Regions from separate parts of the Zea mays genome. Here region 1 is linked to region 2. Evidence: chromatin contacts called from public Hi-C data. All regions are on one chromosome and are shown on one strand. The core of a region is the stretch at or near the end of the contact, and the rest is flanking DNA. Distances in the headings are between cores, read along the strand shown. Region 1 holds the start of LOC100276267. Region 2 holds the start of LOC100272863.

Region 1 (3,607 bases), core at 914-3,413, 140 kb before region 2:
TTCCGTCCTGTTTTCATATTTTTTTCATAAATAGAGTCAAGTATAGAAAACAGTACGGGTACGTTTTCAACCCTACTCGTGACATCACTTCAATCTCCAGTAATGAACTTCTCTGGTCCTGAGCAATCCATTTCTTAGGCAAATAATGTAATGCAAAACACAACTTCTCACGTATGGTCGTATGGATATCTGAACAATCCCTGAACGTATCGATGTTGACGTAATGAACTTATCAATTCCTTCAAACATACGGCGTCTATCATAGCTGTTTGCATAAATTAGTATTATTGATTGTCTTCAGTTTGTCGGGAACTTCTGCTATTTGAGTGGCCACGAGGTGAACAGCTAACTGTGGCAAGAAACAATCACTCTAAAGCATAACTTACGATCAGTTTAATGTTCACTCATGACACCAAAAGTAAGCAGGAAGTAGATAGGAACAAAGTACACGGACGAATCTTTAAGTAAGATGAACTAACATTCTCCTGCAATTATTGGTCTAAGAAAAAGCAGTAAAGCAGTCCAGATCATAATTTCTGGTTATTCATGTTCTTGTTCGTCAACTACTGCCTCATCATGCTATCCTTAAAACCACCTGAAAAATTATGAACAGAGAATGGTAAATATCTGAGCAAATGGCAAGGAAGCATTGCCCTGTAAGCTTAATAATCTTCGCAATCATAATGAAGACACAAGCTTCTGTAAATATCTCATATAAGCAATTGAGAACACCCTCGATAATATTTACGGTCACATGGTCACATATCTCAAATGCATCCCCAGTCTAACCGGCATGAGATGTCCTAACGTCCATTGCATTGCATGCTTGCTTCACAGGTGCACTCTTGCTCAGTGCATACCGAAAGGTGCCAGTACAGATGGTGGCTTTAGATGTGGCGATCTTTCACGGCTGCCGATAACACATGCGGAAAGAGGATGGTTCCAGCTTTTGTCGACACAGATCACACACTCACTTGAGCAAGATATCGGTAAGACAAATCAATTACCCAACCACAATAAAAGCAGCAAAAATCGGGTCTACCATCTCTTAACCATGTTACAAAGATTTGACGGCAAAGATTAGCCCTGACATGAAGCACAGCTCCTAATACACTTTTCAAACACATAAATAAAAGATATGCTCCTATAGTTACATATCATTCACTTCACAGTTTAGTGCTAGCGGAATGTTTTTCCTACACGCAACTAATTGAAATTTCAGATATTACCCAAAAACACTAAAAAAAAGGCAGGTTAACTTTTCGCAGTATCGGCTGATATCTAAATTAATTTCTTGTGATATTATAACCTCACCTTTCATGCACATTTCTCCTTTTACTTTCTTGCCTTTCCTTGATTTCCCTTTCCTGTCATTGTTCGATGGGGCCTTCGTCTCCGTGTAAAAGCAAACTCTCCAAATTTATGGCCAACCTTCCCTTCAGTGATCTTGCACCGGACATGAGTTTTCCCATTGTAAATGAGCACAGAGGAACCAACAAATTCCGGCAAAATAGAGGATCTACGAGACCAAATCTTCTTGCCATTCATATTTTCTCTGTTCTTCTTAATTCTAGACAGGAAAGCGTCAACGAATGCTCCCTTCCATAGAGCCCTTGAGCTGCACACAGCAGCAAACACATACAATTCAACACTCAACAAGCAATGGTTGGCATAGAAGCACAATCTAGCGTTGGTGATGATCCGCATACATACTAAGCTTGTACTCCTAGTAGTTGTATCCTAGTAGTTATATATTTACCTGAAAGCACGAGCCGCTGCTCCAAGGCCGGAGAGTAGAGGAGATGCGGTGTGCTGGGATCTGGGAGCCTGATCAGACCACACGGTGGAACATACAAATTGGACAGATCAACATCGACACACGAACAACCAACGACGCGGAAGAGGGGGAGGGGGGAGGGGGGAGGTGGCACCTGAGAGATGGCCGAAGCGGCGGCAGCGGGGAGGGCATGGCTAGATCTGGCGAAAGTAGAGGCGATCAGAGAACCAATCGCCATGGCTTTCGCTTAGGCTTGGGCTCGGCTCCCGGCGGCAGAAGCGGCGGCGCCGTGTTGAGACAGAGACAAGGAAGAAATGGTGAGATCCCAAACAAAACCTACCTGGGCGGCGTGGCGGCGGGCCTGTTCTCGCAATGCGTTGAGTTGGGCCGCATGGGCTGCGAAAGAAGAAAGAAATCTAGCCTTACAATGTTCCGTATTTTCGTCGAAAAAACTTTTTCTCATCAGTGTGTCCGGTAACCCAGTTCCCAGTTCGACCGTGCTCTGCCTTGGCTTCTCGCGGCTCCTTGCTAGAAGGTTGGCTAATACGACAGAATAAGCTGCGACTTATTAATCGAAAGAGCACAAAAATATACATTATAGTTTACTGTTACTATTTTACAGTGAATTCTGTGAGGTAAAGAGGTCCCACTGGATTTGTCAAAATCAAGTATATCGATATTTACTTCTAGGTTTAGAAGCAACAAATAAAGAACTAGTAAAGTGGGAGATGTGTTGTGACCTGTATCGAATGACTCGCTTATATAGCTCACTGGTCATTTGTTGTCGTAAGTGATGGAAGAGGTAATACTGGGTCTATGGGCGATATTGGGTCTATCGGCTAAAGTGATGGAGGCAAGCTTGAATGTAGCAGTTGGTGGAGATGGCTCGTGGAATCACACCAATCAATAATGTCTTGCTTTACCATCCTAGCTTAGCTATAGGCTAGTAAATATGTTTGGAATCTAAATCACACATCTCTTTGCAAAAGAGATATTGACACTTAGTCAACATCGTAGTTGCACATAACATAAAGTATTCCATGCATAGGTTTTGACTATAAGAAAAATACAGGATATAGTTTAGAGAGAAATTAGATTGCCTAATTTACCCGCTCTTATGTGTCATGTTCCTTTCATAATTATCGGGTTTCAAAGGATAAATGATAAAGTTAAGGATCGACTAGTTTTAAGTATTAATTGAGTTGTTGGACACTTAGAATAGTGATAGGACATTTATTTTTTCTTTTGACACACTAGACAGGGGTATGAATGTGTGGCTAGACCTAGGTAGGTTTAGTTAAGAGTGGTGATGTCGACTTTATGATGACTAGTACTAGGTAAACACATAAGAACATATGGGAAATCTGAAACAAAATCTAACTCAAAAAGTAATCAGAACAAGCGAGTTGGTAGTAGCACCGGATATGGGGCATCGAACAAGGGAATTCCCTATTGAGATTCAGAATAGGTGAAGCACTTACGTGTCTAGTGTGCATCAATATGATGCACTAGATAGATCATCCGTAGAGCTTCAAAAAGGTTGTAAATAGTTGTCAGAGACAAGATCCCTGGTCCCTGGGACCCATCGATCAGCGAGCACGTCCGGGGAAAGCCACTAGCAACTAGGGGTCGTCGATCCTCCAGGTAGTGTCTGTCCTGGAGGAACCCGCCCCCGATGAGCCCCGTGGCACCAAGCACGGGGGGCAGGCGTGCTGAAGGGAAACCACACGAGTGGGTCCCTTGCCTGGCCCGAGACCGACTCGTCATAAGTGACCGGCTGCATTAGTTGTGTCTAGCGTCGAGCCACAACGGAGGCGTCGGTCCGCCTCC
Region 2 (4,069 bases), core at 1,043-3,542:
ATTTACTTGCACAACTCTAGATTGCGATGAAGGAGCTTAGAGCGCGCAAGATACCCTTCACGATCAGACGGTACCTACCTGATGGAAGGTGAGTATTTTCTAATGAAAAGCCCTCACTTATTTTTATGAACAATTTTACTATATTTTCATTGTTAATTACTTCGTTGATAAACAGTTATGAAGACTGGGGAGTAGACGAGCTCATTGTGGAGGACTCCTGGAAACGCCAGGTTGGTGGAGACTGAAGATGCTGATCTACTTGGCATGGAAAGGATGTGTAGTTACAGGTCTTCGTTGCCTCTGAGTGGATGCTGAACAGTGAATGAACCAAGACGAAACGATGCTATGCTAGATGTTACCTTGACGTCTGTGGTTGCCTTGGAACTCTGGAACCGTGATGGCTGGTGGACGGTGGTTGAGTTATGCTTGTTCGTTTCAGTTTCAGACATGCTGTGCAGATGATTCGTAAACTGACTCGTCTTTCATTCATTTGGAAGGGTTTATCGTATCTTGCTATCTTTTGTAATGAGTTGTATGCTACATCCGGCATGAGACCATGTTGCTGTTGCTTGTTTCATTAAACTCCAACGGTTTCCATAGGAGAGGAGCAAATCCAGATGGGTAGTTCACAGCATAGCTGAGCGGAAAGTATGCAGACCAGAGCATGGCGTATTTGGTGTGTTCCATGCTACTGCTCTGTTTAAGACTGTTTTGTATCAGAGTTTGCAAAGATGGATACCATGTATCCAGATCATCTTGCTCATTGATGCGTTTTTACTGTGGTATTCTGGCTAAATACAGGTATGCTTCATGTATCACATGATGACAAACTTGACAGACATTTGTGTGGATCACGTTTGCTGCTGCTGCCTCCCTCCCTCGGATTGAGATGGAGCTCCTTCATCATTCCTCGGAATCAGACTCGAGGGGGCAGGAGCCGTCGTCGACGGTGGCCAGCGGGTCGAACATGTCGGAGCTGGGGTCCGTGCATCCGCTCACGATGTCCAGCTTGCACCGATCCCCCTGCAAGGGTCAGTTGTGTTGTGAAACTGAAACACGAATGGATGGCATATGAATGACGACTATAGAGCAGAGCAGCGGTGAGAAGAACCCACCCCCTCCTCGAGGTAGCCGTCCATGGCGCAGCTGGTGATGGCGATGTTCTCGTCCGGGTAGATGGCCAGGTCGCAGGCGCCCTCCCTGTTGAGTTCGTCCGCCAGGCCCTGCAACAGACCAGTACTCAGCTCGCTGCACGCCTGCACCACCGGTCAGTGGTCACCATCATCACCCAAGACGGTAGACACTCACCTCGTTGAAGAAGCTCAGCGGCTTGTTCTGCCATGGCTTGGGGACCCTGAACTTGAGCGTGTACGGCCCGTCCCACTCGGCCCCGTTGGTGAAGGAGAAGATCAAGCTTACGGCTGCACGCACGCACCGAGAGAAATCAGCGAGAGGTAACTAGTGAGATGAGATGAAAGAGATGGATGGGCTGTCTGTCTCTCCACCGTGCTGCGGCACGCGTATCCTGATGGTGTAGATGGGCGGGTCGGCTTTGCCCCGCTCCTGCAGCGTCATCTGCCTCGGCTCTCCGCCGCACATGATGGGCTGGTTGAAGCCGCCGTTGAACGCCACGCCGAACACCTCGTTCGGGGCCATCTTCGTCGCCGCCGGGTTGTAGAACAGGGTCAGCCCCTCGCCCTGCCAACCATCCCACGCACGCGCGTATCAGCCAGCGCTAGCTAGCAGAAGCAGGATCCGATCCAATCCGCATCATCCATGGACACGGACTCGACATTTCGACCGACCGACTGACTCACCGGCGAGGGCGGGAGGCCGCTGCTGGTCTTCCAGTAGACCGGCGCCCGCCCGAGCTCGAACTCCGCCCACGTCGGCAGCGACACCCTTTGCAGTTGCAAGTCGGTCGGAGGTCACGCACGCGCGTCCAGCAGCAGCAGCAGCAGCATCGATCAATTAGCTACAAGAGCAGCAGCCAGCTTATTTGTTACACCACTATATATACACTTACCCCTTGTTCTGCAGCTCTACGGCAGCCGGCGCCGCCGCCGTGGCAGCGGCTGCGGCGCGGACGGTCGCGGAGGAGCTCCGCCTGCAGGTGACGACGAGGACGGCTCCAGCACGGGCCGGCTGCCGGTGGATGGCCGCGGCGCCGGTGCCGCTACTCAGGCGGCTGCAGGAGGAGAGCGTGGCCATCGACCCGTTCGTCGTCCTTGGTCGGTTATTGCTTGCAACTTGTTGCGAAATTGGAGTAGCTGAGCTGAACGCGGACGAGCGAGATAGTTCTGGGCGGACGGGCGGTGCGAGTGGGAGCTGGCTGCTGGCGGTGTCTTAGGCCGCCGGCGTATATAAGGATCCAGTGGATGGGTATCTGGACTGGGTGCGGGGTTGGACGTGTGTGGTGGGGAGGTGGCAACGACAGGGAGGCTCTGGAGTCTGGACTGGATGATGCCATGCAACATGCTGCCACTGCCCACTGGTAGTGGTAGGTAAGGTGGGATGTTTGATTTTTTTCCCCACTTTTTGCGGCGGGAACGGGACAAAGCTATGGCTTTCACCCTCACAGGTAAAATATCATCTCCAGCCTCAAGGCTCAAGTGGTCATTGTTCAAAACTCACAACTCGAAAAAAAAAACATATCCTTGCTTTATCTCCCGCCTCTCACTGAATCTTCTCACTTGTTTTTCTACTTGGTGCATCTTTGGTAGTATCGTGGTTTAGATATACTCTCTCTCCATCCTATTAGTTGTCGTTTTGGATAAGATTTGAGGCTTATAAAATTTTAATTACAAATAACTATTTTATGATGTAGTTTTGAAACATAATGTTTATATGCACCGATGTGTCTTAACCAGTAATTTTATAAAAGTATTTTTTTTAAAAAAACATTGATCAAATTTATAATTTAAAGACCGTGTAGCTGTTTTAAACGACAACAACTAATAGTACACCGAGGGGGTAAATGACAGGGAAGTAAACAAACAGGAACGACGTCATCATCAATCCCGATATGGGGAATAAACAAGCGACGAGGCAGACCAGGAACATCAAAATGTCCAATTGATGGAATTTAGGCTCTCTCCAACGGCGCCGTCCGGACGCCATCCTGCTTCCCGGCAGCGTCCAACAACGCCCTCTCGAGGGCCCTCCGTCCTGGGAGAGAGACGCTTTTCCCTCCGTTAATGGAAGAGCTAATCTCCCCCATCTGTTAATTACTGTGTTTTAGTTGTAAAATTAATTAGATTTAAAGCTTTATAATCTAATATAATGTGTATTATAATAGTACAAATATGATAGTATTTTTTAAAATTCTAAAGCCGATGTAGAAAAGTCAAATAAGTCAGTTAAAAAGTAAAGATGAGGTGAATAGGAGGAATGTTTGGGGAGGAGATAAAATAGGGAGAAGAATAATTGAAGGGAAGGTATTTAAATATAAATAAAAGTATGAAATGAGAAATTTGGGAGGGAGAATTGTTGAAATACGAATCGAGAAAAAAAAACAAATATGAATGTTTATCTTTCTTCTACTTCGAAATTGTGCGGGCACCTTTGCGTGCGTCGGAAGGGACTGCTACTGTCCGTCCCTTTTGTGAAAATGGTGATGGGATTTTTTCTATTTTTTTTGAAAGGGGAAATTTTCTACTGTGTTGGTTGTAGGGGGAACAAGAGAAGTCTAATTTGAATTATGCAACTATTGTTCGAATTTCCTTTTACCAAAATATCTTGAAAACCAGGAACCTTTGACCATCCAGCTGTAAAAACCATTCACGTTTCTCTATCTAGCTTTTTTATGAGTGGTTTTACTGGCATGTAAGATAAGTGACAGTGGACCCAAACATCATCATTTCTTTTCTCTTTGTCCTTTATCCCTCCCTCGGTCCCTCCTGTGATCAAGTCCATGTAGTTCGCTCTATCATTCATTCATTGCACTGCGTCCATCCTTAAGTGCTAGGAATACGAAGTCGACAAGAGAAAGAATAGTCTTTTATAAATTCTAATCACCTCGATTAATCTATATGAATACAGAATTAAACTAATTAGTATGGCAAAAACT

What was found. A called contact is a pair of places that touch in the nucleus more often than the background predicts.
Region 1: a contact with region 2 is called in a Hi-C map of ear, with 1.8 times the contacts expected there. The contact joins the promoter of LOC100276267 here to the promoter of LOC100272863 in region 2. A contact is called at or near these places in 2 of 25 Hi-C or Micro-C datasets (ear and leaf).

The regions. Positions count from the first base shown.
Region 1 is chr1:252,334,212-252,337,818 of Zm-B73-REFERENCE-NAM-5.0, reverse strand. LOC100276267 reads right to left here and starts at 2,163. Exons shown (of 4, transcript NM_001150098.2): 1 at 1,932-2,163; 2 at 1,760-1,827; 3 at 1,315-1,618; 4 at 200-595. The coding sequence starts at 2,015. The coding sequence ends at 1,336.
Region 2 is chr1:252,193,478-252,197,546 of Zm-B73-REFERENCE-NAM-5.0, reverse strand. It overlaps LOC100272863, which reads right to left and starts at 2,292. Exons shown (of 6, transcript NM_001147316.1): 1 at 2,027-2,292; 2 at 1,818-1,902; 3 at 1,506-1,698; 4 at 1,309-1,421; 5 at 1,116-1,223; 6 at 726-1,023. The coding sequence starts at 2,211. The coding sequence ends at 904. It overlaps LOC100283558, which reads left to right. Exons shown (of 6, transcript NM_001156458.2): 5 at 21-88; 6 at 176-763. The coding sequence ends at 245.